2 separate regions of the Mus musculus genome follow, and region 2 is linked to region 1. A link is a contact called in public Hi-C data. All regions are on one chromosome and are shown on one strand. Each heading gives the region's core, a stretch centred on a gene start, on an enhancer-like site or on the middle of the called end of the contact. The rest is flanking DNA. Distances are from core to core; before and after follow the strand shown. Region 1 has its middle 49 kb from the start of Gm33696. Region 2 has its middle 82 kb from the start of Gm41423.

Evidence for each region. Hi-C and Micro-C count contacts between places; a contact is called where the count stands out from the background.
Region 2: a contact with region 1 is called in a Hi-C map of the 3T3-L1 cell line, with 2.9 times the contacts expected there. The contact joins two enhancer-like sites. A contact is called at or near these places in 3 of 484 Hi-C or Micro-C datasets (the 3T3-L1 cell line, nephron progenitors and uterus).

What each region holds. Positions count from the first base shown.
Region 1 is chr16:14,987,561-14,992,942 of GRCm38.p6, reverse strand. It overlaps the pseudogene Gm46561. Among named protein-coding and RNA genes, the nearest start is that of Gm33696, 49 kb to the right of the region's middle. Within about 2 kb of position 3,157, at least 19 of the 459 cell types and tissues checked have an H3K27ac peak or open chromatin away from gene starts, as enhancers often do.
Region 2 is chr16:15,193,721-15,198,732 of GRCm38.p6, reverse strand. No RefSeq gene overlaps it. Among named protein-coding and RNA genes, the nearest start is that of Gm41423, 82 kb to the right of the region's middle. RefSeq lists an enhancer at 2,617-4,320. Within about 2 kb of position 3,167, at least 100 of the 459 cell types and tissues checked have an H3K27ac peak or open chromatin away from gene starts, as enhancers often do.

The sequences.
Region 1 (5,382 bases), core at 1,908-4,407:
AGGGGAATTGCTACAGACTCTGCAGACAGCAGCATGGAAGAAAGCCATAGGAGCCCTTGGGTACTGGAGGCAGCAGTCTGCCCAGAGCTGCAGTACTGCCCCCTTTCTGTTTAACTGATTAATTGTGATATAGCGAAGTAGGAATTTAAGATTTCCATATCTCTATCTTTTGTATAATTGGGAACATTCTAGATGTGTTGTGAAAAGATGTCTGACTGTTCTGCACTTGGAAGCCTCCTGCTTATCTCCCTGGGAAATGTCAGCTGGATTTCTCAGGGCTCTGGGATCTGTCACTGTCCAGCTGGGCACTGAGGAATGTCCAGGCCTGCAGTCTGAGGAGTCCTGTTCTTAATCCCACAAGGCAGCAGCACCGCAGAGAATAAGAAGTCAGCCCAAGGAGCTTTTCATGTGGCCCTGGGAAATCAGCAATATTTAGAGCTGAAGGAAAGCCCAAGGAATCCTTGTCTGCTGCTTCTCATCTGGAGGTAACAGGCAAGCCTGAGAACCTTGGTGAGGTCATGCAGTGGTGGGCGGCAAGGCACAAAGGAATTGTAGATTCCCATTTACAGGCCTTCTTTAGGGAAAAAAAAAAGACAAGAAATGCTCTCAAGAAAGTTAATACTTGCATTTCTAAGAAGGAACCAAAGTTGAAGGCCATTTTTATTAGTCAGCATAAGCAAAAAAAACTCAGTTCCTCATTTTAAAATGGGCATAATGGTCGAATTGATTTCAAGGTGTATTGAGAAAAAAATCATGCAAGCCTCTTAGCTGAGAACAATGTAAATAGTACTTGTGCAGTTTGTGAGAGCTGCTATCAAGGTTGCAATTGCTTAGTAATAGTTCTATAAGCAAGGGTATCATTATAGCTATGTATTCCATGCAGTGGAAGGAGATAACTGGTGGTCAGAAGCCCTGGATGGCCTGAGTGGAAGGTTATGCAAAGGACAGATATGGGTTTATACTTCTTCAGAGACAGAGAAGAAGAGATGTGGGTGAGACAGATGTCCATACACTGGAAGATTACTTCTGCAGGCCCATCTTGAATCTTCTTCCATAAACCCTCAAGAGAAGAAAGACTTTGGATGGCTGTCCTGTGATTTGAGTCCATCTACCAAGCTTGGAGCTACATTTGGGTATGAATGAAGCATGTATTTTCATTGCATGTGCATTTTGTCTGAGTCAATGGCAACAAGGACAAACACCTGTACTTAGTTACACTTCTTGGTCTAGGTCTCTCTTCCATGCCCTCCACTACCCAGATATGTATGTCACTGACCCTCAGAAACCTCAGAGCATCCCAATGAAGGCCAGCTCCTATGGCCTTCAGGATAGAACTCATAGGCTCCACAGTGAAAGGTCACCTTCCTGATTTGGGTGCTACATGTTTCTCTGGCATATTACTCACTATCTTCCTTTGAGAACCCACGTTTCTGGTGTTCTGGCCTTCTTTATTAAGACTGCTTTCTTCTTCATTTTCTGCCTGGACTCTAGGAAGGACATTTACATTGTAACACAGGTAGCCCCCCCCCCCAGACACACATACACATACATACAACTCCCCTAAACTAGGATTCTTTTGAACTATAAGGCAGGTCTTTTGTTGACCTCTCTAGAAACATACTTGAGCTATGAGCTGCTGGTATTCATGGCTGCTGGTCCATTCGTGGATATGGGGATTCGCTGGAAGAGCCACATCTCCATTCTTCTCTCTGTCAGAGTTGGCATGCCTACCAGATGTGTGGTTGAGAAAGAAACCTTTTTCCTCTGTAAACAGCCTGACATATGGCACACATTTACACAAAGAATGCACAGAGGAGGCATGAGAAGAAGTCTTTCTGGCATTGCCTTTTAATATCTTTACATATTGTTTGTGCAAGAATCCTACTTCCATTCAGATTCTAGAAGACAGTTTTACGTTTTCAATGCCATTTTCAATAGCTATACTTGTAATAAAATGTGTACTCTGTACATTGATTAAAAAGAGGAATGCATTTTGGTACATTTGTAAAGAGAAGAAAAAGAAGGGGTCAACTGTGATCAACAGGAGCAACTGTCTCCATCCCCCTCCTGAGTGAGATGAGCCCTTTACTGTGAATTCCAAGATTATTCCTACACATTTTCAATATTCATTCTTCTTGAAAATTTCAGCTTTTCAACATAAGATCCAAAAGCTGTCCTGGAAATTCTACAAAAGAAAGACAACTGTGGGAGTGAACTTTCAGTGTATCTTGGGGGCTTTTTATGACTAAAACATACACAGTGTACCATGCTAGTGCCAATTCTACTTGATTCTTTCAGACTCCAGAAAAAAGTCTAAAATAACAGGAAAGGAATGCCTTTGACAAACACCAATGAGACATTGATGTACTTAAAGCCAGGATGGGTTTTCCCAAGAATAACAGCACTGCCTTGCAGTGGAGTGGAGTGGAGCAGTCTAGCAGAAGGGGTTACTTTGGAATAACGGCACTGCCTTGTAGTGGAATAAAACAATCCACCAGAAGGGGTTACTTTGGCCTTTCTGCTTCTTTTTTATATGAAGGCTGCAGGAAAGTGTTCCAATGGTTTCACTTTCTTGGGAACAGACTTAGTGTACTAGGACTTGTGTTCTGGTGTTTTTATATCAGGAACAAGGACAGTGTGTAGATTATAAGCCCATAAAATTTAAATCACTGGCAGAGCGAGATCATGAAGATGGGGTGTATTATAATACTTACCCCCAGGGAACATAATTTGACAGGAATCCCATAGCTGGGATCTTCCAGATTGTGAAGGGTTTTGTCCACTATGAACCTTCTCTATTGCCTGGAGTTATGGTCCATAGTGGTAGAGTGTAGCACCAGCTGCAAACTTATTACCAGATGCACCCAAGCAGGTGGTTTCGATTCTTCTGACAGGTGTTATCTACTTCCTGTGTCAAGGGCACAGGCTCTTTCCCTCCTGAACACATTCTGGTACCAAAATATTTCTTTTTAAGGAATGTTTCTAAAAGCCAAGTAGATTTATTTGTGTCACAATCTGCAGTCTAATTCTCTATGTGATGTTCATTAAAGCCTTAATTACACAATATCCAAAGTGCTAGCTCTGCACTACACAGTGTGCTGTGGCGTCACTTAGTTCAGTTTGGCTCAACTCTCCTCACTTGCTCAATAATATGAGTCTTGGCAAAGAAAAGAGAGTCGGAATCCAAGTCCATATGACTTGGCGTTTGCACTGCAAGAAGAAGGAAGATGGAGGGGGGTGGTAGGGAGAAGTTAGGCTGGTATAGAGATCTGCCTATTACTCTGCCACAAACTATGGAAGTTGGGTTAGAGTCTAATCTAACCCGTGTCTCTCAACCTCCCTAATGCAGAGACACTTCAATATAGTTTCTTGTGTTATGGTGACCTCCAACCATACAGTTTTCTGCTACTTTATAACTGTAATTTTGCTACTGTTATGAATCATAATGTAAATACCTACTTTGCAGGATTATCTTAGGCAACCCCTGTGAAAGTGTCATTTGATCTCAAAAGGGGCTACAACCACTTTTGCAAATCACTGGGTTAGACAAAAGTTTGTGTATCTTGGGCAAAAGGGAGGAGGAAAATGATAATGATAAAATATCTACACTTGTTTGCAAAAAGAACTTAGAGTTGAAGAATGAGTACTGCTGGGCTGAGGTAGCAGCTAGTAGGGCCTGCAGTTGCCCAGGAAGGGGACTGCAAAAACACCAGGAAAAAGCATATGTTCCAATGCCCTCATCTCTTGCTATTAGGTCTTAGAAGTTCTTGTCACCTGATAAACTCTGGCATGAGATGTGCTCATAGTAACGGAACATCCAGCAGCTCTCAACAGGCCAAGGGCCACCAACCTGTGCTAAGGATAACACTCCCTACTTGGGAATACTCTTCAGGAACCAGCATCATTCATCTGTAGTGACACAGCAGCATCAGACAAGAAGACTACACAATAAAGTTTTGGATAAGAACTGTCTATGGCTGTGAAATATTTGCTTTAAAAATTTTGATTCTAATTATTATATTAAAAATATTTACATGTTTCAAAATAGATCAAAGAAAAGCAAACAGCTTTCAAAGAACTGAAATATGGTCCCAAGTCATACAGAGTATTCATTTTATTTTAACTTATATTTGCACAAAAAAACCCTTTAAAAAGCCATTTGAATCTACAACAATTAGTTTTATAGACTACTTTTGACTACAGAGGAATGAGCACAGAGACATTTTAACAATCAATTCATTGTTTGGAAATAATTTACGTTTCTCATGCTTCTAAATATAAGCAAAAATGAGACAATGATAAGGGGATATGAATATTTATAAAAGACTTATGAATAAGTAAATAAAAGTCAAAGCATAAAGTAACTAACAAATAGGCAATGTCTGAATTTAAATTTGAAGTTTAGAAATAGTTTAACATACAAATAGTCTTGGAGAGGGGAATGAAAGTTAAATGGCAATGATGTCTTTCTCTTTGTATAGCCACCCTAGAATGCTTGTTTCTTCATTGTTAGAATACATGCTATTAAAGGTTAAGAGAGCAGGCATAGAGAACTAACAGAAAAGTGCCTCTCTCTTGATTCCAAGGTAAAGTGCCACAATTAACATAAGGGATATTTCTTTTGGGCAATAGTGAGTTTAGTTCCACAATAAGATTCACATTCTGCCCCTCATGTTTCCTATTTGCATTATGTGGCAAGCATTTTCCACCCATTGGGCACATTCAAAAGTCATGACAGGAGGCATAGAGGTGTCCCAGAGCTGGGTTCTGTAATCAAACACAACATATGCTTCTCCTCTCTTCACCAGCTATAATCCTTCCATTCTCCTATGTCCACCAACTATTGCAATGAGGAAGACTTTTATCATGTTGGCAAGATCAACTGTCTTCATGAGCATAAGCTCTTGTTCTATACTCACTGCTCTGCAGATATAAGATGCTACCAGATTTTACATGATGGCAGAGCATTCCACCAATGTCAATGTCCAACCAGTTACTTACTCTTTCTTCAAACTACTTGTCACTTACAGTTTGTCACCTATAGCTACAGGGCTGTCATGGTTATTCTTACATGGTAAAGACTGGAGTCACTTGTCTGTAATGCTCCACTGGGCATGAACTTTAGCAATTGGCTGTTATCAGATTCTACAGCTATTTCAAAGGCTCCTCATTTGTCAGCACACACATTCCCAGAAAGTCTCTCTTGACCATTCTTATCTCACTACACTGCCTTAGTTCTTTGCACATGGGGATCAGGGAGCCTGTGTCATTTGTTGTAGAGGTGAGTTGATTCTCTACCACTTTCAGCTTCCAACGAGCCTGGAAAGAGTTAACTTTTAGACATTTAGAAACACATGTATTGAGAAAAGCCCTGACAAGGGT
Region 2 (5,012 bases), core at 1,918-4,417, 210 kb before region 1:
GTCTGTAACAGTAAGGCAAACAAACCCTTTCCTCCCAAGTTGCTTTTAGTGTTTCTCAATCTGTGGGTCACTTTTGACAATCAGGCACCTCTATGACCAGCCCAAGGGACCTTGTGACAACAGGACACATCATCACTAGGTGCCCAGAGGTGACACATGCCCATTGTCACCTTGTATTGCATGATTGCATGTCGTCCTGTACATGTGCCACATTTCTGATAAAAGGTCTTGCTTCTCCTCCAACCTCTCCTTCCTTTCCACCACCCAGAGGCAGCCTCTGTGCCCTCTTACTAACACCTCTTCTAATAAATCTCCATGAGACCTGTTGCATGGTGTGGCTTTGTCAGTTTTTACTGCATATATCCAACACTCATGACCTCCTTGGGGCTCAAATATCAGCTATCCTGCATTTCAGATATTTAAATTATGATTAATAACAGTAGCAAAATTTCAGTTATGAAATAGCAGCAAAACAATCTTATGGTTGGGGGGTCACAACATGAGGAAGGATATTAAAGGCTCACAGAATTAGAAAGCAAAACACTGCTTTTGGTCATAATGTTTACCACAGCAATAGAAAACAAACTAAGACATGTTCCAAAGAAGGTTCTGGAAGGGACATATGTCATATGCATGGCAGCATTTGCCATAATATCCAACAGAAATGGAAGTGTGGTTGAGCAGTATGTGGGATTCATATGCATAGAATGATAGCCTTAACAAGAGGTACAGAGTGAATAAACACTAAAACTTATATTAAATGAAAGAAGATGAGCAAGAAAGACATGTACTATGTAACTAAACCTAGATAAGGTACTTAGAGTTCTCAGAGATGGCTAGCAGTGTTTCATGGAAGGAGGAAAGAAGATCCTCTGTTTAATGGAGACAGAGTTTCAGTGATAGATGTGGCAACCGTGGCACACTGTAAATGTACTTGGTTCTGCTGGGTTCTGTGTCCAAAGGCACAAGGATGGGGTATTGTGCTGCCCACGTTTCTATAAGAAAAGCACAGAAAAGGTAGTACAGCATCAGTCAAGTTCCAAGGTTTGGGTTGCTGGCTTCTACAGGCTGACCTTCGTCTAAAGTAATACTTTCATCGCTATCATCTAGATAACTCATAAGCAGTCCTTCCTTACTCTACTTTCTCATCCCAACTTATTTTTAGTCCTCAAGTTTGACTGTTTCTCTTTTGACACCCATAACTCCCTATGCTTCCTGCAGACAGTGCAAATGGTCCCTACTTTGTGTTTCCCCAGCAGACAGCAGCAGGAACCTGCAAAGCCACCAACTTGGCACCTCAAAGCTCGACTTGCATGAGAGCAAGCATGTATCCTCTATTCCCTAATAAAGTCAAACGTTTGGTGTATTAGAATGGTCATTTTGCTTTCTGATAAATTCTGAGGGAGGAAAAAGTAATTTGATTATTTCTTTCCAATTCATAACTCCTTTTAAACCTCAGCCCCTCTGGTTAGCCTGCTCCCCTCCCCCATATTTGTTCACACACCCATGTATGGGTGAAAACCTTTCAAATGTTGCTTCTACTTCAAATTATTTTTCTAAGAAAGATAGACTGCCTGCATCCTTCTGGGAACTCCTCTGTCCATGTCCATAGGAGCAAGACTTCTCACAACAAACCATGTACACATCACACACAAGGACACATAGTTCAGTGGCAGGCTGAAGACATGGGAGGTTTGAGTTAAGGACATGCTCCATCTGGTTGACATCCTCATCCTGTCTCCTGCACCAGAGTCCAAACTTGGCCCTGCATTTTAAAGGATATCTGGTTTAAGTAGTAGCTCTGTCTCAATACTAACAATCATCAAATATTACTTGGGCATTTGCTCATGGGTCTGGCTGGCTGGGTGAACCTGCAGGGAGAGGGGACCATGTAGGGAGCTTCATGTCACCATGTTGATTGACACTCAGCTTCTGTTGATGTTCTATCCCTATTACCAATAACTCCTCTGATTCATGAGAACAGATGTCCCTTCCTGTTCTACCTGGTGCCCTCTCAGATCACCAGCAGCATCCCTGGTGGCCTTGAAAATCTAGACCACAGCTTCTGCATTTGCCTAGTGAAGGTGGGTTTGTGGGCAGGGCCTGATGTTAGACTTCCCCAGTAAAGGATATGGTGGGCTCACCCACATTTTCATAACAAACCAAACTTATAAAGGCCAGGTTCAGCCAGTACAGTTGTTATTAGACGCGTTCTCACGACCGGCCAGGAAGAACACCACAGACCAGAATCTTCTGCGGCAAAACTTTATTGCTTACATCTTCAGGAGCAAGAGTGCAAGAAGCAAGAGAGCAAGAAGCAAGAGAGCAAGAAGCAAGAGCGAGAGAAGCAAGAGAGAGAGAAAACGAAACCCCGTCCCTCTTAAGGAGCATTCTCCTTCGCCTCGGACGTGTCACTCCCTGATTGGCTGCAGCCCATCGGCCGAGTTGACGTCACGGGGAAGGCAGAGCACAAGTAGTCATAAGATACCCTTGGCACATGCGCAGATTATTTGTTTACCACTTAGAACACAGCTGTCAGCGCCATCTTGTAACGGCGAATGTGGGCGCGGCTCCCAACATACAGTGGCCAGCCAAAGGCTGCTGGGGAATGCCTTCCACCCTAAACCAGCTAATTTGTGTCTGTCCTGAACACACAGCTCACCAAACAGTGCCAGGTCTGGCTGTCTTTGAAAGAAGACTTTCTTTCCATTTTGGCAAACTGTCTCTTGAAAGACACTTCATTCTTTTTATTGGATGGCTAATATTTTCACAAGTAACACATTCACTTTCTAAAGAAATCCTCTACCCTGTTCTTCCGGCATCCATCTCCCACCAGAATTTCTCTTATCTGCCCTTCTGTCCAGGGGGCTCTGGTGTTAACTCTTAAAATGTCAGACTGAATTCTCTAGAGAAGCCTGGTGGTTTGGGACTTGACTGAAGACCAGAAACAAAGAGCAACTGAACTGAAGCAAAACCATCAGGGCCACAGCATGGAAAGCTAGAAGCAAGCTTCCCAAGCTGCAGCATGTGTGCTGCCAGCCAGCCGGCGCCTCAGCGGCCTGGCTTGGCAGCCTCTTACTCAAACTCTGTTTTCCTTGGGGGTAGGTGGAGGAGGTGGAGGGAACCAGGAAGGAGGAGGGCAGCACTGAGGGATGTAGTTGCCCTTTGCCTCATGATTTATACTTGGTCAGAGTAGCCCTGTTCCGCTTGCTTTAGGCTGGAATGTGTCTTGGACATGTTGTTTCAATATGAGACAATCAGCTGGGCCCTCTGTGGAATGTCCCTGGAGACTGGAAACGACCTCCCAACAGGGTCATTTGTTCAGCAGAATTTAAAGCCACATTCTCCAACATCTGCATTCTATTAATACCTTCAGAATAATTCCTTCCTTCAGCCTTGGGAAATCAGAGGATGTTCTGAGGGACACTTAGCATTGAGTCCTTTTGATTTTGCTGCCTCCTAGAAAGATCCTAACCCCTTCCTCTGCTGTAGTGCAAGTGGATCTTCACTTTCCCAGAGTGAAATCCTGGATGGGCAAAATGTATGGCTGGACTTGTGTTAATGTACAAAATAGAGATGAAACAGAAGAGCTTGGCAGACATTCCTGGGTATGTGCTGAAAGCCAGGGAGGGGACAAGTACCTTCTGTGAAGGCCCCTTTCCAAGTCTTTGTGGGAGCCTGGCCAGAGCTGGATCCTCGTCATATCCTCCCAGGAGAGAAGGTTCTTAAAGGGAGGGAAGACAGAGAGTGAAGGAAGAGAAAATGGTTTCAAGGCAGCAGTACAATAAAGCCAGAGATAATTTCTTTAAGGTTCAAGTACACTTACTAGCTAGATGGAGTAGAAATGCAGCTCAGAGCTTCAGTAATATCCACTTAGTGGGAAAAGGTATGACTTGGACATGCAGCTGTGACCTTGGATGAGGCTGGTCCTGAGTCCTAGGCCTTGTAAGAAGACACTGGGGACATATTGAGTGTGGAGGATCTTTTAGTATGGAAGGGAATGTGATCAAAACTCTGATGCTAAGAAGGTATGGTTAATCTAAGAACATTTAATGAGTGCCTCCCCATTGTACACATGCAGCCAGACACTTCGTCAACTACTCTGAAGGAAGGAGAATCAGGGCCAATGTTGAGGACATCATTTCTGAGCACTACTCTTTTTTCTGAGAACCTGGAAGGTGCAGCTGCTGAGGCTCACCAGGCAGGGGCTATCCCATTATTACCTGTCATTATCCAAATCTTTGTCACCGTATTATCATTTAATAACCCTGAGCCTAAAAAACTAAATGCACTCAAACTGATCAGAAACACAACTCTGCCCCATCATTTTAAGTTCCAGTATGCCTCTAAAGATGAGGAATGGCTTCCTGGGTGTGTGGCTCAGGAAGAACGCTCTTTCTCTCTGATGGCTGAAGGTAGGTTAGGGTATCTGAAAGCACTGCCTGGGTAGAATGGATGTACTGCCTAACACATCTGATGGTGTTTCCTTTGTCATTGGCTCATTTGTCTGTCTGCTCATAGAAAGAGATCTATCAAACAGTGGGCTTCCTGTGAGATCTGCATACCCACCCTCTAGCTGCTGGACCTTTGCTGCTGGGCCCCTGGCCAGGTCTTACATTCCTTTGCCTAGGATCACAAGGAATTTTGAGAACAAGTGTTCAAGAGAATAGGTAGATGGGTTTTGGCCTTCTATCTCCTTTTCCTTGCCCAAATTAGCAAACCCTGGAGAGCAAACAAAAGGATACAATGAATAAGCTGTGGGTTCCCTGTGACCTTCCTATGTAAGCATCTGGAAAGGCAAGCTTGCATTTGCTGCTAGTATCAGGGACCAAGCACAACACTTCCTAGCATAACACTGTGGTGAGCACATGTCCATTTTACTGATGGGAAACTCAGCTCATCTAAAAAAGAGTAGGTCAGCTTATCCAATGTCAGATAGTAAAAGTGGGACTGGTATCATATAATGTCTACACTTTTTCAAAGCACTGGCTATAGAATAAAAGGCACATGAT